Regions from separate parts of the Mus musculus genome. Here regions 1, 3 and 4 are each linked to region 2. A link is a contact called in public promoter capture Hi-C data. All regions are on one chromosome and are shown on one strand. The core of a region is the stretch at or near the end of the contact, and the rest is flanking DNA. Distances in the headings are between cores, read along the strand shown.

Region 1 (4,566 bases), core at 1,411-3,910, 2.9 Mb before region 2:
TGGTATGGCCAGAGGGGGGAGTAGATGAATGTTATAAAGAAGGAGGGTTTATAAAAGGCCACAGATGCTAGCAACTTCAGCCATCCTTGGGAAGGTGTTAGGAGATAAGAGAATGGATTTTCTTTCTCTACATTTCCTTTTGACTGCTAGAATTTACCTCTCCGATGCTTTGTCTTTTCCCAAACCGAGTAAGAATTCCTCTCAAGAGGAATAATCATTCTCTGGGTCTAAAAGAGTATATTCTACTTTTGTGGGTCTGGGCCACTGCCTCCTAAACTTCTCTGTTATCAGTGAGCATGAGGCTCCATAAAGTCTCCAAATGACCCTAACACAACAACAGAAGCCTTCACTCTGATCCTAATCCTATCTTGTTCTGTCCCTCTAGGCCAGCTACACTTCTTCCCAGTTAGAATTCTAAGAATTTCCCTCCTCCAAGACTGCCTGCATTCTCTCTCCGAATGTGCAGATCCCTCCTTTAGGATCACAAGATCCCCTCCCAGGAAAGCCCTTCCAGACTACCCAGGCGGAGGCTCTAGAAACACTGTCAGAATTTAGATCTGACTAGGCCCCCATCTGCTCACTCAAGTCCTGCAGAGTCAGAATGAGCCCTTATAATTACTGAAAAGATTAAACAAGATAATTCATGTAAGGCATTTATTATATAGCCTGTCACAGGCACACAGAAAACAGCAATTATTATTACTCTAGTAGCACCTATGATGTAACTGTTTATATCCACCTGTCTCCCATTGGTCTGTAATCTTCTCAAAGATAAGAATATGACTTTCTCACTTTCATTTTGCATCTCAAGTACTGTGGCTGGCAAATAGGTGGTATATGAATGCACTAAACCAAGGGGTTTGCTTTTCTGGTTCTGTATTCACCCAGATAATGATCAGTGGTTAAAAGGTACCTAGTCAAAAGTCTCCTGGATCTGACCATGGGGCCACTGGGGCAGAGAGAGGAGAAAGGTAACTGAGGAGTTGTTGGCTTTTCAGGGATAGTCAGGCAGATGCTGAGAAGCAGGTAAGATTTTGGGAAGCCTGCCAGTTTCTCCCAGGTGTGACAGCCGTGTAGACATAGAGAATCAGAGTCTGCAAGTCCCGGTATGGGCAACCCACACTCCAAGCAGGCTGCCAGGAAACACTAGGAAACATTTCTCTTGGGAGGTGGTTGAGGGGCTTCAAGATAACTAGGACGAATTCTATCAGGGAAGTCTTAAACAGGACCCAGAAGAAGCCGGTCCGCAAGAAGCTTCTCAAACAAGGAAGGCCCGGAACCAGGCAAGGAAGGGTGAGAAGGGGGACCCTGAAAGCAAAACCCTCCCACATATGAGGGGGTGGCCGAGCCGCTCCGAATGGCTAAACACAGCGTGGAAGAGAAAGGAGAATGAGAGGACTGAGGTAACCATCAAAGATTAAGTTCAGGAAGGACTGCCAAGAGCCTTGTAGGGAACGGTAAGGCATCTGGGTTTTCCTCCATCTCATTCACAGAGGAAGGAAAGTGAAGGAGTTTTTAAGCACACAAATGACAGCGTCTGATCTACGTTTTCGAAAGGAGTATCCAGACAGAAAGATGTTCATCCTGTCCCAGTCTTTCCTCATCCACCATCTTTTGGTTCTCTGGCTGCTTCAAGAGTTAGCAGGTAACAAGTGGTGCCATAGCCGGGGACATGAGGCTGGTTTTCAACAGAAATTCCCTATCCTAGCCAAGGGCTTCGGCCGACATCACACTCTGTCCAAGAGGGTTTGGAACATTTTTTTGCTTGTCCTACAAATATCATCACTATCAACAACAAAACCCTCTAATAGACAGGATCATCTCTGCCTCTGTAGTTGTTATTTTTAGGAAATATTAGGGGCTCAACCCCCCCCCCCCGTGGCAATTTTTAAGAATTACTGAAAGTAAACACAGGAGATGTGCGTTCCCAAGTGGCTGCTTTTGAATTCTGGGTAGCTTAAGTCCATATTTTCCTTCTTAAGCATACACAACAGTTGGGAATGGGCGGCAGAGAGGGGCCTGGGAGTAGGACCAGGAAGGGGTCTTAAGGGGAAGGTGGGAGGTGGGATGGTCACTGCGTGTGCCACCTATCTCCTCCCATTAAATGGACCTGAGCAAATCCCATTTTCGCTGCTCAAAGTTTTTTTCTTTCAGAATGAACTACGGCAGCGCCCTGGCCCGGGCCGGAGGAGGACGTCCGCAAAGTTCCAGCCTGTCTGTGTCCCGCACGTTTCCGGGACCCCCTCCCCCTGTCCACGGTGCCAGGATGCACAAGCCAGAGGCGCTCCTCCAGGATAGGATCCAGGGACCGCTCCCACGCGCGGCCGAGCCACCCCACCTCCCCGAGCCCTCCCGACGGCGGCAGGCGCGAACGCTTACCGAGCCCGGCGCTGGGCGGGACCGCGGGGGACGCGCACGGCAGCTCCGCCTCAGGACCGCGGCGGCGTCTCGGCCCGCCGCTCCCCTCAGGGCCGCCGCCCGGTCCGCTGCTCGAAGCCCCGCGGCGGCGGCGGCGGCCTCGCCTCCATGGCGAGGAGAAGCGGCAGAGAGAGGACTGGGCTGGAGGCTGCGATGGCGGCGTGGTCCAGGGGTCTGTGCAAGATGCCCCCGCGAGTCCCTGTCAGCGCCTCACTCGCCGCAGCCTCTCTCCCGTCGCGGCCTGGGCTGTAAGGCGCTTCGTCATTGGCCGTTGAGAGGCGGGCGCTGGTTCGCTGACGCCGGGCGGGCGTCTCCGCCTCCGTGAGCCCCACCCCTGCGCGCCCCGCTGCGCCGCGGAGTTCCCCGGGCGCACTGGGGGTCTCCGGGTAACAGGACAGGACGCTCCCTATCCTCCCCTGGCACACGTCTCCCACCTAGTCACGGTCCTAGGCCCCCGGGCATGGGCTTTTTTCCTTGTTTACAGATGAGGAAACTGACACCAGGCACAAGCCACACCAACTGGTGAACTCAGGCACTCGAAAGCCATCTCCATCCTTCTCCAAATGTGATCCTCTCTCTAACACACCCCGCGCCTCTGCCTCTGCCTCTGCCTCTCTCGCGCTCTCGCTCTCTCTCTCTCTCTCTCTCTCTCTCTCTCTCTCTGTCACACACACACACACACACACACACACACGAGAGAGAGAGAGAGAGAGAGAGAGAGTTAGTTGTAAGGCACTTAAAGGATGTAATTGCGAGAAGAATTTGCCTAGTACCTAGGACCGGTCTAGCTCTGAGTATGTCATCTTAAATAAACCAGCCCACATCATCCCCACCCGAACCCTAGGGAAATCTCTCTTGCTTTCCAGATGTGCAAGCTGGGCCTGATTCTCTAGAGCTGGATGGAAGCACAGCACACGGTGCTCCGCAGCGAGCGGGGAGATACTTCTTGATACATGCATAGTGGTCAGGAGAAGATTGAAAGCGCTGAGAGAGACCAGGGAAGCGAACAGCGTTCTTTGTGCATCTAGCTTCTAGGAACCATAAGTCGATTTTTTCGGAAGGTAGCAGTCCTCAGTTTAGAGCACTTTGGATGCTGCTAGACCTAGGGCGCCAAGTTAGAACTCTATGCAAACACCCTTCCTTTATTTGTTGAATAAGTAAGTGTGCGCAGACCAGAGCCAGGACCTGCAAATGTGCGTTGAAGCGGGCCTTCTTTAAACTTCCTCCCTCTGGGTAGTAAAAACCTCTCCTTGAGTTAAGATTTGTGACTCTTGATCTCCCTCCTCAGGGCCATCTCAGTGACAGTCTACAAGACCTCTATCCTGTCTCCTAAATGTCAGACTCCTGCCAATGAGGTCCGCTCCTCCTACAAGTTCCAGAAGCCCATTTCCTAGAAAGTACAAAGTCTATCAGGGATGCAAATACACAGCAAATTGAAAAGTGACCAAATGAAAAGTTGGGTCTTTCACTAGAACACAATACTTTACAAAACAAGACCAACACAGAACAAAACAAATCTGAAAAATACTGGTTCTTGGCTAAGAAAGCAGCCTCTTGGCTTTAGAGCAAACCCTACCAGCAAACTTTTTTTCTTTTCTTTCTTTTTCTTTCTTTCGGTTTTTTGTTTGTTTGTTTGTTTGTTTGTTTTGTTTTGGGGTTTTTTGTTTTTTTAATTTTTTTGAAATTTTTCTTATTTACAGTTAACCTATGACTCCTGGTCCTTTTCAGAGCTCCCTACCCCATTAGCACAATCAAGAGCCATCTTGGAAGAAAAATAAAATAGAAAAAAAGGAACCAAGAGAAAGATAAGTGGGAGCTCCCTGTTCTCTGCTGCATTGGTGCCTGCAGGTAAGAACTGGAATAGCAGGGCTGAAGGATAGGATTAAAGGAGCCCCATTTCCCCTCAAAAGTCCAAGTCACTTCCCCTCCCTGCCTACCTTTCTGTCTAGTAAATGAAGCAATGAGTTGTTCTCTATGTCCTGAATGCAGATCATGCACTGGACACCTCTCAGAGTAAGTCAGAGATGTCAACTCTCAGGAGCAAACATTCTGGGGTGGACATGGGTAATAGACTAACAAGAATGTTCACTAAAGTGCCAAGGTGAAAATGAAGCCAAGAAATACGAAAATTGAAATAAATGAAAACCA
Region 2 (5,357 bases), core at 2,753-5,252:
AGTTAGTTCCTTAGTTAAACACTGAGGTGTCACTTCAACCAGCAATTCCACCCAGGAAATACCCACAAGAGGACGGACATGTGCACAGACAGAAGCACAGCATCCAAATGTTTTAACATCAGTCCTAACAGCCAAAAGATGGAAACGGCTCAAACGTTCATCCGCCAATGAGTGGATAAACAAAATGTGGTGTAATGGACACAAGAGTATTATTGGCTCACAAGCAACATGGGACTGGTATGTCACAGCAGGGACAAATCCTGACAACACAGCATTATTGGCAGATGCCAATCGTAGAAACCAGATGCCCAGAACAGACAAGCTATGGACAGATGGGAAATAGATCAGTAGTCTCCCAGTGTTGACGGCTAGTGAGAGATGGCGAGGGGTGGGGGCAACAGTTAAAAGGTACAGTTGTTTTTTCTTTTGGAGTGATGAAAATGTTCTCAAACTGACTGTGATGATAAATGCACCGTCTACAAAAACACTAAAACAAAACCTTTGAAGTGTACACTTTAGATAGATCACCTGCGAGCGCTAGTGAATGTTACAACTTACTATGGACAGAGGCCTTAATGAGATGGTTTCAACGCCGGCAAAACAAACGAAGGCTCAAGTCACATACCCTATCAAGTGATTTCAGGTTAAATATTGCAACAAAATGAACTTTCTGGACCAGGACCTTGAGCACAATGTCCAGCGCGAAGCTATTCCTACAAGCCAACGCCATGCTAGAGATCGGCACACAACTGAAAAGGGCGGCAGGAAGACGGTGACAGCAAAAGTATATTCTGGCAAACGGATCGGCCCAGACGCTAAAATGACAGCTAGTTAATCTAACAGACTCAGTAAGAGTCTGTTAGACTTTTTGCTGGCGGCACTCTGACTCGAGACAGGGATTGACATCACCCTATGAACCACAGACTATGCTTGCTACATTCGCTCCTCCTCACAGAGTGGGCCTGAACGGTCTCCCTGGCCGAAAGCACACTGCCCAGTTCACTCCTTATACTCTCAAACGGCGCGACCAGAGAGGGACAGAAGGCGCGCAAGGTCACACAGCCGGCCGGACCCGAATGGGAGACTGAGATCAAGGACTCGGCGACTTCTCGCGTTCCTGGAGCCTAGACTCGACAGACCCGAGGGAAAGACCCCTGCTCGCGCGCGCTTTCGGTCCGGGTCCCAGGGCTCACCTGCCTGCAAGCTACACAATGCAGGGAGACAGCCTGCAGCGCGTACGGCCGCCGCCATGCTGGAGCCGGAGCAGCGACTCCGCCTGTCTCTGGAACCGCCTTCCTCACCGCCTGCAGCAACGAGCTGCGACCGCGCCTTGTCACAAGTTCGTCGTCAGCGCAGAGAGGTGTGCTGAGGCTCGAGGGCCACCATTCAGCGCACACGGAAAACTGCCCTCGTGGACCACAGAGGAAACTGAGTCAGGCTCAGCCTCGGACAGCTGCTCAGGGGTCCTCGCGCTAGGACCCCGGGCAGGGGCGGGGCGAGGGCGGGGCTAGCTCTGGGCTCTTTTCTCTGATAGTAGCCTAATGGATCACATCTCACCAGTAGCAGGCTTGACCTGGCAAAGTCAGTTCTGCGGAACCGGGAAAGAGTCTGGGAACATCGGGAAGGAGCCCGGGGGTGAATGAGACAAAGTGTGGGAAGTCCGTAAAGGCCCAAAGTTTATTAAACATATGTTGCCTTTGTTGTGTATTCATGGTACAGGTTGTTCACACACAGTCATGTTCCAGCCCGAGGCCACGGGTTTTACCCCACCTGCTCATGGCTTTACACTATCCATGCTTGCCCAAATGAGTCACATATGATGGTTCTGGACTCCTCCCCTGAAACTTTAAGCCTGCAATAAACTGTTTCTGTGTTGCCCTGGTCATGGTGTTTTGTCACGGCAATAGAAAGTAACACAGGGGCTTTCTTCATTAGCTTCTTGGGATTATCATTTAAGGCTTCTACCTTTCCTGAGGGCAGTGGTTGTTGGGCAAGCCACATTTGCTACCTAATGTCTTGGTCATGATTCGAAACACCTGCAGTCTCTGAGCAAGTTCAGAATTGCTTGTGAGAGTGCCTTGGCTACTTTGTAAGTCTTTGCAGCACAGGCTGGGGAGGCTTTAGTTCATTCAGTAAGGATATCCATGAAGACCTATAGGCAGCTGAAGACGTGGCAAGACTTGGTAAACTATGTCCTCCAAATCTGTCACAGGTTCGTGACCATGTCTGAGCACATACCATGCAGCCCCCAAGAAACTCAGGAGCAGACTGGAAGAATCATTTTCCTGAGAAGAGGTGATTGTATGTTTCTCCTGACCTTGTCCAACCAAAGTATCACAGGGCTCTTTTACAAGCTCTCTGGGAACATAGTTGAGGATTTCTGTATGCAGCCATCCTTCAGAATTGCAGAAGAACCCTTTCACAGCTGCCCTTTTCACTGCCTTAGGGGCAGACCGAGGCTTACAAGAGATCCATGAGACTGACAGAGGCGAAAGGGATCAACAAAAATTAGACAGCAGTGCTGAGACCTTGGCAGCCTAGTGATATGATTTATTCCCTCTACTGACAAGCCACCCATTTAGTGCCCCCTGTAGCCGACATAGCAACACTGGAGAGTTTCTGGATGCCATGCACGAGAGACAAAACCTGTGGTCAATATTTGATGGGACTGCTCTTGGAGTTCAGCAAATCACTTTCCTTCCAGAAAGCAGCATGAACATGTAACATCCAGAAGGTAGGTATTTACTCAGTAGAAAAATTTACTTCTTTACCAATTCTAGGTTCTATTTAAGAAAAACTGATATTGGAGAGGTTTAATTGATAGCCAAAGAGATCAAGGTTTTAGGAAGGGTGTACAGATAGTAATGGGAGATCAAAGAGTCATTGTCAGTCCCTGGAGATACTGGGGTCATCTTGGGTTTCAGGATCCAGTTGTTCAGACAGGTATGGTATGACCATTTGTGACCACCCAATGGCCAGATGAGAATGGGTATCAGCCCTGCTTTTTGGTAATGTATAGTTGAAACAGCCCATCCCTTTGGAAGTCCCAGTGCTGGAGCTTTCTTAAGCCTATCAAAAGAGTGTTCCTTAATCCCTCAATTACAAATGGTATGGGCTTGGGACCCTCATTTAATTTCTCATGACTGGCCTGGCTATTTCTTTAAATATTGTAATTCATATTCTGCAGTATCCAGTTAATTCCAGAAAAGCCAAAACCTGTCTTTTGGTTCAGAGAGGGGGCAAATCCAGATCTCATAGTACCAAATGAAGGTTGCCTTTTTTTTTTTTTTTTTTTTTTTTTTTTTTGCCTCACAAATTGAGAATTTTCCCTAGAAGTTTTGCTTCCTTTTTGAAGTTTTGTAGCCTTTTTGAGCTTTTGAGATACAAAGAGGCCAGGTGGGGTGATGCACACCTTAAAGCCCAGGTCTTTGGAGGCAGAGACAGGTGGATCTCCAAGTTTGAAGCCATCCTGGTTTACATAGTGAGTTCAGGACACAGAGAGAGGGGGGTGGGGTGGGGAATGGACTGAGCTACAACGTTTAAAGTCTGTTGTTTGGCTGGTATCCTCTGAAGCAGTAGGTAGAAGGTCACCCTCATTCAGGATTACAGCTACAGAGTTGGGTGTAAATTCTCCGACATGCTACCAAATCTGGGATTAAACCTACACCACGAATTCTTGATGGAAGACTGCGACAGGTATGTTTCTGGGCTCATGCATCTGGGATAGTCTACTGAAAGAACGGGAACCCTGGCTTTCAGAAAAAATAGGTACACTGGCAAACCGGAAACGAACTAGAAATCGAACTTGTGCTGTTTAGGGTCAGAGCCTGGTCCTATCCGTTTCAGCACCACAGACCTGGAGTGCAACCTTGTGCAGGATTTTACCCGTCATCTCACGGCGCGCCGGCTATTGATGCTTCTGGGAAGTGTAGTTCATGCAAAGGCAACACTATGATTGGAGCTCAGAGGCCGAAGATCTTCGCGCAGGCGCACTGCCTTCCCGACACGAGGCGGTGAGTGTTCGCAGGTTCCCAGTACTCTTGCCAAAGGTGAGGGTTGCGGGTCTAGGTGTTCAAGAAGCCGAGTGGACGCGGTGGCGGAGGAGACACGGGGACACTGGGCACTTGGGGGAGGGTTAGTGGGCGTGGCCTGTGTGGACAGAGAGTCTTCCCTTCTGGTGTGTGTCGGTTCCGTGGGGACAGTGTCCTCGTAGGGTATGTCCACTGTGTGTCAGAATCCTGTACTTTCAAGTTGGAGATCCCGGTCTTCCTTTCGTTCCTTCTTTCCATGATGGGTGCTACGTGGATGTGGATGGTACCGACGCTAAATCTGGGAGCATCCACTCCATTCTCTCCCAAGTCCCCTAGAAAACGTCTCCCTTTGCTTCAGCTTCTCGCCCTGAGCCTGCACCGGAATGTCCTGGTGTGAGCATAGGGTGTTCCTGGACGATACCGGATTTGAGGTGAAGAAAACCCCAAAGGAAATCGCAAATGGCTTTAGGCAATTTTAAGATGATATTGACTGGAGTGCACTGTTAAGGAATAGTGGGAAATAAGGGTGAAGGGACTATACTGCGGCCAGACAAGACCCACAGTATCAGAGTAAGACCCACCAAGCACGATATTTTGTGCGTCTCAAATGAGGTCAACATAAACAAAATTTTGAGAAACAATTCTAGAGGTTGACATTCTGACCACCGTTAAATCGAACTAGCACAACTTCGTTCCAACCACCAGTAAGTGTCAGATGTCTAGAAGTCCGTGGGATGGCCAGTTGTCTGTTACTCCATTGAAGTTGTTGGCAATTTACTAGTGATCTTTTCCCTAGTGTTCTTTTTACATTTGAGATACGATCTTATTTTGTAGCTTAACCTGGCGTTGTGTTAAGCCTTAGCCTTCCAAGTGCTAGCATTACGGGTGTATATCACCATAGTTCTGTTTTCCGTGAAATTTCAGTCACGCGAATCAAGCTTCCCGGGATGCTGGGATGTGTTGCAGGTAAAGATCTGCTTAACTTTATGGCTATCTTTCAATGAAAGTAAATTATAACAGAATTAAAAGCTTCCAGGCAGACTTTTCCCAGTTCCACCTCAGCCTTTTACAAAGCCTGACTCTCTTAATTGCTGTGAAATAGTGCCTCTCTTATTGATGTATGACGATGGAACTAAATTATCTTTATAGAAAGCACTCAGCATAGTGCCTCATGAGAGCAAGCACTCAACGCTAGTTATGGTGGAGTTCCGTAGTGCTCCAAGTGTGTCTAGCCGCTGGACAATAGATTATTTAATCAAGTTGTCTGTCATAGATGCTTAGGAGAGTCCAGATTTTGGTTGCATTACCTAAAGATTAAATAGGATA
Region 3 (4,663 bases), core at 767-3,266, 3.0 Mb before region 2:
AGGGCAGCAACTGACTGGAAGAAGCAGGTTTAGCTTGGGAGTCTACCACCTGCTGAGTAGTTCAAAATATGATAGATCAGGACAGGGCCTGGTTACAGAAGTCACTGCTGGAGAGCCATCAGGAGAAACAGGGCACCCTTTTTGCTTCCTGGATCTTGGACACACCAGACCCTAGCCAGAAAATCCCAGGATTGAGCAAAGCAGGTACCTAACTCATAGCTCAGTTAGGTGAAACTTGCTTCTGGCTAGAAACCTAAAGACTCAAATAATTAGGGACAAACGCCTTTGATTTTACAAGCAAGTTAGCATCTGGTGTAACTACTTTCCTCTTTCATTAGCACTGTAACTATAGCCAGTAAATGGGCAAGACTGGGCTCCAATACTTTATTTATAAAAGCAGGAAACATTTGGCTCACACGACTCCAAGAGACTTACAAGACAAGCTTGGCTTCTAGAGGGGACACAGTCCAGTCCGATCCTCTGTGCGATAGGAACTTCCCAGAGTTTAATGCTGCCCTGAGTTTGTCTGTGGTGCCAGAACAGGGACATCTGGGAGTTCCCAGTCAGGTGGTGAGTGCCGAGCCTGGAGTGACTGAGGTTGCTCTGGAAACGGCTGAGCCATCCTCCTGGGATGTACCAATTCCTATCCCAGTACACAGACCCTAGGCAAGCACTGTGCTTATTTGGGCCCCCAGAAGTCTCTGTGCTCAGTTCCTGACCACCTGCCCTTCTTTGGTGACGGCCCAGTTGTAACTCTTCGGAGAGTCCAACGCTTCTTCTATCCGTGCCTCCAGGTTCTCCCGAGTGATGAAGTTTTTTGCCTCCTCCTACAGGAAGAGAAAGGTTGGCTTTGTGGGATCTCTCCCAGAGCTGGCTGCCTGCACTGTCTCTAGTCCACGGGTGTCAAAAGAACCCAGGGTCTCTTTGAGTGTCCCACCAATCGTCCAGCACAACTGTACTAGGTGACCTCGACCATCATATTGCTCTTCCTTGGACAATCACCCATCAGATCTCTCGGCCACAACCCAAGAACAAATCGTGACAACCTGATTAGAGGTGGGTGGACTCTCTCAAGTGCATGAATCCCTCTTACGTGTTAAAAAGCGCTCCATTCTCACTTACGGTTTCCCTGACTTCAAGTTTCACAAGGCAATACTAGCCTGTAACCTTTTACTGACCATTGCCTGCGAGGCATACCCTCTGCGCTGATGGAGAAGCCTCCTGAAGACTCTGGTCACTTGACGCCCAGTGCTGTCATCCCCCCCCCCCCCCCCCAGCCTCCCTTGCTGGGGTCTCCAATGTCCACATTCCCCATGACCTCCTGCATGCCCACCTGCAGCTTGAGCACTTCTTGCTCTTTCAGTTGCACCCAAGCCTGCTCCTCCTGAGCCCTCTGGGCCTGGGCCTCAGCCTTCTGCACCTCCTGGGCCTGTGCTTCCAGCTGCAACCTCGCTATCCTGCGAGGGGCAAGACGCCGAGGGTGAGCGGGGCCACAGATGAGCCTAGCCCAGCCCACCCAGTCCCGGGCCTCTCGCACCGTAGCTCCTGCATTCGCCGGTTCTCGTCCCGGTTCCAGGCCATCAGCTCCCGGTGCTCCGTGATGGCCTGCTGCGCCTTGCGCTCGGCCAGAACCCCGGCTCGGGCCTCGTGCAATTTCCTTCGCACCTCCAACGTGAACTCTAGCCTGGGGAGGACGGGCTTCGAGTCAGCACCCACCCTCGGCCCCGGCCCTTCCCGAAGGGCGTCTGCCCTCCACACGCACAAGCACACGCACCTGAGAGCGCGCACGGTCTCCCGGTACTGTCGGTAGCGCTCGGTCAACACGAAGAATTCCGCAGGGTCCACGGCGGGAGGCGTCTGCACCCGTCCGACCTTGGATTTGGCAGGCGGGTCATGGCGGGTCTTGCGGCCGCGCACGGGCAGGAGCAGCGGGGTCGGGGGCCGAGTCTCCGGCCGCGCCGCCAGGCGGTTCAGAGCGCGCAACATGACAGCCAGCGCCTGCGCCTGCGCCCGGCCCGGAAGTGGCCGCGGAGCACCACGGGAGCCTCCTGTCCTCGTCCCTGTTGGGCGGAGCTCTTGCTGTCTGGTCCAATGCACGTCCGGACTCTCGGGTAGAGTGGGAGGGGTCGAGGGGCACCTTGGAGACCCACAGCTTGCTGGGCTGCGTCGCCCGCTAAAGACAGCTACACCGCAGGACGCTCTGCCCACTTGTTCACAAGTTTGGACACCGTCCCAAGTGTGTGGCTCTGGGGCTCTCTGGCCCGCCGATGGCCTGTCTACCCTCCCAGACCTGATGCAAGAAATTTGGAGTTCCTGGCTACTTTAAACTTTAGATTTGCAAACCATTTCCTTGCACTGCACTGCCCTGCTGTGGTCTTGGGGGAGCTCTGCAGTTGCCAGAGTTCTCAGTATCAGTGACAACTTGTTCTCAACTGGGCGACCTGTGAGGTGACCCTTGTCCTCTTCCACCTGACCCGGGGTCTTCCCACCTCGAGACTACTCTTATTTATGAAGTACAATTTCCTCTCCAACTGAAGAGAAACAGCAGTGCAGCAGGGCAGAGAGCATCTGTCTCAGAAGTAGCTCGTTCCCCTCTGCCTCTCCAGCAAGGAGAGTTGTTGGAAATCAGAAGCTGACCCGAGTACTGGGGAACTGAACTTTCACCCCACTCATTAGTATTGTCTAGACCAGATTCTGCAGAGAACACCAGGCCATGGTCCTGCACTTCCAGGACACTTGGGAGTGTCTGAGGAGCCAGGACTGGGTGCAATAACAGACATTTTCTCAGAAGAGAACAGAGGCTGCTTAAACCCTGCTCTCAACTTCCAGGCTTGGTGGAGGCCCAGTCTGCACTTTCTTTCTCTCAGTCAGGCTTTGGAGATGAGATGCCAGAGTGTACTCTGGAGTCCTGGGGGCAAGCTGGTGACAGGTTTTCCTCCAGGGTTCCGGCCATAAGACCATTGCTGGGCCCTGGAGGATCCAGGATGGATGGTCTGTGGAAACCAGGGCATTACTGCTGCCCTACCCTGGAGTACCACAGGGTTGCTCCGAATGTCAGGGAACCTGACACTCCCACCCTGTTTTTGTTTTTGTTTTGTTTTTTGGCAGGGTCTCACTAGATAGCTCTGTCTAGCCTGGAACTTACAGTGTAGATCAGGCTCACAGAGATCCACCTGCCACTGCCTCCTAAATTCTGGCATTAAAGGCATATGCCACCATACCTGTCCTAACCCTTTCTTCTTCAGGGTCACCCTAGACAACCGGCAACTCATCTCAGATAACTTAAGTGTCTAGGCCAAGAGAATATTCTAGGGTATGGGCCATTTCCCTAGAGGCTCCCTAACCTTGCTGGCTCTGAAGTCCTCTCGCTAGTCAGGTGCACCCATCCTTTTAGAAGGTTTCATAAATGTAAGAGATTTAGATCTAAGGTAGATGAAAGTGTGGAGTCACTCTGAGTAGATAATGCTACAGAACTAGAAGGCAGGTTTTCTGCCCTCTTTCTTTGGCCTGATGGGGATGTGGACTGGTATGCAGTGGTGATGAAAGTAACTGTTTCCATTCACTGACCCTCCCTGCTAAAGTGGCAAGATAGAATTGTTGAGGGCAGAAGCCAGGAAAGGAGGCTTTTCTGGGCACTTCATGGGTAGAGGCACAGAGCTGGAGGGACGGAAGCCTCCTCATTTACCAAGGGGTAAACTATGAATGAGGTGATTCCAGGTGACTGTAGGACCCTATTCAGATGGTTCCTGGATTTAACGATCAGGCCATTCTATTTCCTCTGGTGTCAAATCCAGTGATATCTTTAAAACAAAAACCCTCAAACAGGGTCTTTCTTATTTGCTGGCCTTATATTTCTAACAAAGCCAAGGCTGGCCTTGAACTTGTAGCAATACCCCTGCATCTACCTCCAGGGTGCTAAGATAGTGTGTGCCACCATACCAAGGTACAGTGATATCTTGAAACAGGGAGGTACAAGTTGCTACTCAAACCCCTTCCCACAATGTTCTATGAACAAATATGAAGTTGCTGTTGGCTTTTAAGGTCACTGGACAAATGCTCCCCCATCTTAGATCTTCCTAGGAATCGGAGGTTGAAACACAAAGCAGAATGGGGCTGGAGAGATGGCTCAGCAGTGAAATCCTGGATTTGGTTTCCAGCATCCACATCAGGTAGCTCAGAATGGCCTGCAACTTCAATTCCTAGGGGTCTAACGCTCTCTTCTGGCTTCTGGGGACACTCACATGCATGTGTACATACGGCACATAAGTAAAAAAAAAACAAAAAACTTTTAAAACCAGATTTAAAAAATAAAATTTCAATGATTTATTTTTCTATGTTCATTGGTGTTTTGCCTGCATGTATGTCTGTGTGAGGGTGTCAGATCCCCTGGAACTGGAGTTACAGACAGACGTTGAGCTACCAGTGGGTGCTAAGAGTCAAACCCAGATCCTCTAGAAGAACAGTCAGAGCTTTTAACCACTGAGCCATCTCTCCAGACAAATAAATCTTTTTCAAAAATTTAAAATGGACCCGCTCATAGGGCAAAGGCATTTTCTGTCAAGCCTGGGGACATGGAGTTAAGCCCTGGAAGCCACATGCTGGAAGGGGAGAACTCCTGCCATTTGTTCTCTGGCCTACACATGTGACATACATGTGCCCGCGT
Region 4 (5,025 bases), core at 140-2,639, 2.8 Mb before region 2:
GATTAAAGGTGTGCGCCACCACCGCCCGGCTCAAAGTCTTCTATTGAAATAAGACGCCAACGCAATGTCTTTGTGATCTTCGGGTACATCAATAAAACATTCTTTACCATTTTGTTGGGTAATGATTAGGTTTTGCTTGTTTCTGTTATTATTTCAAGACAGGGTCTTACTATGTGGCCCTGTCTGGCCTGAGCTATAGAGCAGGGTGGCCTGAATCTCAGAGTGCTGGGATTAAGAGGCGTGGGCCACCAAAGGCTGACCAACTATTAGGTAACAGGCACTAGCCTAAATATGCATGGGAAATAGAAGTATTCTTAGCCTTCAAGAGCTTAGCACGAGAAACTCATACCAACACTGCCCTCGTGTGCCACATATGATAAGACTCTACAACTGGACCTTTGTGAGGCATAAAAGGATTCTACTGTAGGAAAACCAAGCAGGTCCTGAAAGATGAGCAACATTCTTCAGGGTGATAAAGAGGAAAATAGCAATGCCCATAGAAGCGACTATAGAACTGTGCAAACACAAAGCCATGGAATTGCCTGGTGTGATGAGGTCCTGCAATTAATTCTGTGAAGCTGGTACACCCACGGATTGAGGATGATTGAGGTTAAGTTGGAAACCACTCAGAGAGTGACAAATGTAGGCTGACCAATTGATGAGCGCTCCACAAGCAGTTTGTACTTTATATCTTAAAAAGAAATAAAGCCAACGAGACGGTAACCATTGTAATCACGTTACTAGTTTTAGCCTTGAGAAAGACCCACAGCTAAGGGCACTCCAACCCCGGTGAGTTGCCACTGCCTCGGGTTCCTCATTAATAGTGCCCCAAGACTGAAAAGCGGTTCATCCCCTTTTCTCAGCTTTGGTCAGTACTGTCACCCCGCCCGCTGTGGCGATCCCGCCTTCCTGTGAGAGCCCCTGTGGTCCGACTTCAGCAGTTTCCGGAAGGAGACTGGCACTCGCTGTCGCCGCGGGGCGGCCTCCCTCTACGTGATCTAAGCATCCTTCCGGAGGCCAACAGACCTCGGTTTAGGGGTGGCTTCTCAGCTTGCCTCAGTTGGCGCAAAGGAAGGACCAGATTGCTGCCCCTAAAGTGCGTAAAGTGGCAGACGCTCAGGCGAGCCGCCATAGGGACGGACGCCAGCACGCGTAGTGGCCGGGGCGAGCATTGCTGGCTCTGCCGGGAGGCTCAAGCCAGCAGCAGACAAGCAAGGTAAGCTGGGCTGTGGGACGGAAGGTGGGGCGTCGGGCAGCTCACCTGTAAAAGGCAGAGTCCCCGAGTGGATTCCAGTTCGCAGTGTAACAGTCCATGTCTAGTACAGCTGGCGGCAAGAGTCGCCGAGGAAAAACCCGCCTAGCGCAAGCTCAGGCCGCACTTCCGCTTCCGCCCTTCGGGGTCACGTGACGAGGCCGCCTTAGCGGCCATCAGAACTGTGGGCAAGCTACGCTGAGCTATCGTCCTGCCCTCGGCGCGGCGGCCCGAGTGGACCTAGCCCTGGTTTCTGTCCTCCACAGCGGCCAACCTCGCTGCCTTTCTGACTCCTCCGGCGTTGGGGATCGCATAGGGCGGGACACGGGTGACCGAAAGTGGGAGCCATGAGCATCTGAGGCACAGATGCTGGAGGCGTTGGCTGGACCACCGTAGCGCACGCATGGCGAGCGCTGGGCGTCGAGCTGCGTACCTACAGCTAACCTGGGCACCCGGGCTCTGTGGGGCGGGATCTTTGCAGAACCCACCGCTCTCCAGGGGCATGGGATCATTGACTCTAGATCAGGACATCGCTGCCGAGACGCTGTCGCACGGCACCTGGGCCTGCCCTACTGGCCCGTGAATCCCTGGAGCCCCCGAGAGACTTGGTAACTGGCGCGAGCGGACGAATGCGCACGCGCGGGGCCGCCGTTGACACGTGGCAGGGCAAAGGCGTCTCTGCGCGCGCGAAGCGCTGTAGTCTAAGACTACGGCCCAAGTGACCCTTCTTCCCTCCGAGTGTGATAAAGGCTGCTGCCGTGTTGGGATTCGCCTTGCCGCTCCCACTTTCCTCCCCATTACACAGAGCAGCCAGGGAGGGGCCAGCGCGCATGGGTCATCTTGGAACAGACCGGACCTACCTAGAGTCCCTGCCCTCTGTCAGCTTATTGGCCTCTCCCTGCAGCTGGTGTCAGTGGCAGCATGGTCTTCTGTTTGGAAAACGAGATGCCACACCGCCTGCTGGGAAGCGCCATGGTCCACTTCCATGCCTCAGAAGTCCAGCAGCTGCTACACAACAAGTTCGTGGTCATTTTGGGGGACTCCAGTGAGTGACCACTCTAGGATGACATTTCACCGCCCTGTATCTTCAACCTTTTCTTTGTCTGCACGCCACATCTCCATTTCAGACTTCTCCATCTCTTACTCTGTTTCAGGACACTAGACTGCATTTTTTTCTTTTTTAAATTCCCTATGTACCTTCCCTGGGTGCCCCGGCATATCATTTGTGCACTATTTTTTAGCCCATGAGTGTGGCATCTTTATTTGTTGTTGCCCTTCATGATTTTCTTAAAAGGACCTGTGGGCTATGTTGTGTGTTTTCCTAGGGATGGGACCAACTTAATTTTGCCATTTGGTCTTTGGTCGCTGTACATAAGCTAGAGGAGAGGGAAATAGCTGGAAAGAGCAGAGCTAGGGCTTTAAAATCTCGTCTTTTCTTCTCTAAGCCAACCCTCCATAGAGCTGCTGTTGGAGAGTCAATCCCTGGAAAACAAAGGCCTTCATTTGGGAAACTCTGGGAGGGGGTGAGGCCGACCTTAACCTTGGGATCCCTGTCTCCCTGCAGTCCAAAGAGCTGTGTATAAGGACCTGGTGCTTCTGCTCCAGAAAGACACACTGCTCACAGCTTCCCAGTTAAAAGCCAAGGTGAGAGAAGCTTGGCAGCCATGCCAGTGTTGGGTGGGTGCAGACCCTGGCCTGAAAAGGACCACCTACCTGGCATGGATCTGACCATCGGGTGGGGTGGGTGGGCAGGGGGAGCTGAGCTTTGAACAGGACCAGCTGGTGGCTGGGGGCCAGCTGGGAGAGCTGCACAACGGGACACAGTACCGCGAGGTCCGCCAGTTCTGCTCTGGCTCTGGCCACCACCTTGTGCGCTTCTACTTCCTCACCCGAGTTTACTCCGAGTACCTTGAGGACATCCTGGAGGAGCTGTCATATGGACCTGCCCCTGACCTAGTGATCATCAACTCCTGCCTCTGGGATCTCTCCAGGTTCAGGCGGGGGGAGAGGGAAATACTGGTTGGAGGTGGAGGTATGGCAGCACTCCTGTGCTCTTGCCCACCCTAAGTGTTACCCAACAGATATGGCCGCTGCTCAATGGAGAGCTACAGGGAGAACCTGGAACGAGTCTTTGTACGAATGGACCAGGTTTTACCAGACTCTTGTCTGCTGGTGTGGAACTTGGCAATGCCTCTGGGGGAACGTGTCACTGGGGGTTTCCTCCTGCCAGAGGTGAGTGACCGGGACCCTTCCGGACAGGGGATAGAGTGGCTGGCCGGCAGCTAGGAGACCCTCTTAGAGACTCCACTTTGTCAATTAGCTCCAGCCCCTGGCAGTGTCTCTGCGACAGGATGTGGTTGAGGGGAACTTCTACAGCGCTACACTAGCCGGGAAACACTGTTTCGACGTCCTAGATCTCCACTTCCATTTCCGGCATGCTGTCCGTCACCGTCATCGAGATGGTGTCCATTGGGACCAGCATGCACACCGCCACCTCTCGCACTTACTTCTGGCCCACGTGGCCGATGCCTGGGGTGTGGAGCTGCCCAAACATGACCGGCTGCCAGGTAAGCCCTCCCATAGACTGGTTGGGTATTGGTGTAGGTAGGACCTTTGGAGCACAAGGCACAAAGAACTAAATGGGACTGAAGTACTTGTAGAAAGTAGGGGACCTCTTGAAGAACAGTTGTAGCTCCTGAATGTTCCTTTCTCGTTTCCTGAGAAGGGTTACATCACAGGGAGCACGTGGCTGTTCAACTAACAGTTCTTCAGCTTTGTGATTCTTCCTGTTTACCTGAATGGACATGCATGCGCAGGTACTGATTGTAAAAGGCAGGGTCAGAAGACCCTGATCAATAGATAAATGGAAAAGAAATGAGACTGCTTCCAGGTAATCCCAGGAATAGGAAGTGGGAAGACAGATAGGGAAAAAAGATGGTCTAGGCAGTGTTGCAGAGGCAAGCTCATCAGAGAAGTAAAAGGTACAGTGAGCTAGCAGGTTGCTCAGCAGTGACACAATGTAACCTACAGTGTCTTTGCAAGTCCCAAGGTGGTGGGGTTAGTAGACAATAGCTGATAGCCTCAACTCCAACTTAGGGTCCCAGTAAGCTGGGACCCACAGCAGTCACTGCTGTAGGTCCCTTAGTCCCACTTCTTCGGCTGGTTTTGGGATACTACTCTAGTTGCATCCCTCCTGAGATGTTTTCTGCTATAGATTGTTTGCTTGTTAATCTCTCAGTCCCTGCCTACCCACAAAGGAAACAGCATGGCTTATTTCCACATCTACTTCTCCCTTGCTTTAGGTCACTTGAACCCTGTGCCTACACAAATGTGCTGTACTTTAGCACCAGGAGTACAGTGGTTGTTGAATTGGAGGCATGAGTCATCTTAGATGCTGTTTGTCACAGCAATAGGGTACATACAGTTTGTGGGGGAACATGGAAAGGCCAGGACTGGAGGCAGACCACTGGGACTTGGTGGTAACTGGGAGCAGGAACACTAGGCAGATGAATTGGGATGGATTATGTTCTGGTTCCACCTTCTTTGTTTTGCTCAAGTAGAGAATTGGTCCTCAGTAAATAAAGGATGTTTTAAAGGTTGAAAGGCTAGTGTGATGCTTCACAGCTTCCGGTTCCATCTAAGAACTATAGAGATAGCTGGAGATGTGGCTCAGCTGGAAGAGTGCTTGAAGTTAATAGCATGCATGAAGCCATGGGTTCAGTCTCTAGCGCCACATACAACCAGGCATAGTGGTACATGCTTATAATTTTCGA

Evidence for each region. Promoter capture Hi-C pulls out the DNA fragments that hold promoters and counts their contacts. Capture Hi-C pulls out chosen DNA fragments and counts their contacts.
Region 1: a contact with region 2 is called in a promoter capture Hi-C map of liver, with 3 times the contacts expected there. The contact joins the promoter of Ptpra here to the promoter of Zfp661 in region 2. A contact is called at or near these places in 3 of 39 promoter capture datasets (embryonic stem cells and liver) and 1 of 9 other capture datasets (liver).
Region 3: a promoter capture Hi-C map of liver shows a contact between it and region 2, with 5 times the contacts expected there. The contact joins the promoter of 4930473A02Rik here to the promoter of Zfp661 in region 2. A contact is called at or near these places in 4 of 39 promoter capture datasets (the C10 cell line, cranial neural crest and liver) and 1 of 9 other capture datasets (liver).
Region 4: a promoter capture Hi-C map of adipose tissue shows a contact between it and region 2, with 2.8 times the contacts expected there. The contact joins the promoter of Vps16 here to the promoter of Zfp661 in region 2. A contact is called at or near these places in 1 of 39 promoter capture datasets (embryonic stem cells) and 2 of 9 other capture datasets (adipose tissue and liver).

Annotation. Positions count from the first base shown.
Region 1 is chr2:130,448,372-130,452,937 of GRCm38.p6, reverse strand. Ptpra (protein tyrosine phosphatase, receptor type, A) reads right to left here and starts at 2,660. Exons shown (of 21, transcript NM_001163688.1): 1 at 2,380-2,660. Gm52562 (predicted gene, 52562) reads left to right here and starts at 1,368. Exons shown (of 3, transcript NR_165481.1): 1 at 1,368-1,403; 2 at 1,494-1,645; 3 at 2,155-4,566.
Region 2 is chr2:127,583,322-127,588,678 of GRCm38.p6, reverse strand. It overlaps Zfp661 (zinc finger protein 661), which reads left to right and starts at 4,002. Exons shown (of 5, transcript NM_001111029.1): 1 at 4,002-4,049. Mrps5 (mitochondrial ribosomal protein S5) reads right to left here and starts at 1,253. Exons shown (of 12, transcript NM_029963.2): 1 at 1,194-1,253. The coding sequence starts at 1,251.
Region 3 is chr2:130,561,102-130,565,764 of GRCm38.p6, reverse strand. It overlaps 4930473A02Rik (RIKEN cDNA 4930473A02 gene), which reads left to right and starts at 2,016. Exons shown (of 9, transcript NR_040348.1): 1 at 2,016-2,111. Mrps26 (mitochondrial ribosomal protein S26) reads right to left here and starts at 2,008. Exons shown (of 4, transcript NM_207207.1): 1 at 1,775-2,008; 2 at 1,538-1,684; 3 at 1,334-1,457; 4 at 371-827. The coding sequence starts at 1,986. The coding sequence ends at 708.
Region 4 is chr2:130,420,684-130,425,708 of GRCm38.p6, reverse strand. Vps16 (VSP16 CORVET/HOPS core subunit) reads right to left here and starts at 1,389. Exons shown (of 24, transcript NM_030559.3): 1 at 1,262-1,389. The coding sequence starts at 1,314. Pced1a (PC-esterase domain containing 1A) reads left to right here and starts at 1,421. Exons shown (of 7, transcript NM_178762.4): 1 at 1,421-2,297; 2 at 2,817-2,896; 3 at 3,005-3,243; 4 at 3,334-3,484; 5 at 3,573-3,819. The coding sequence starts at 2,174.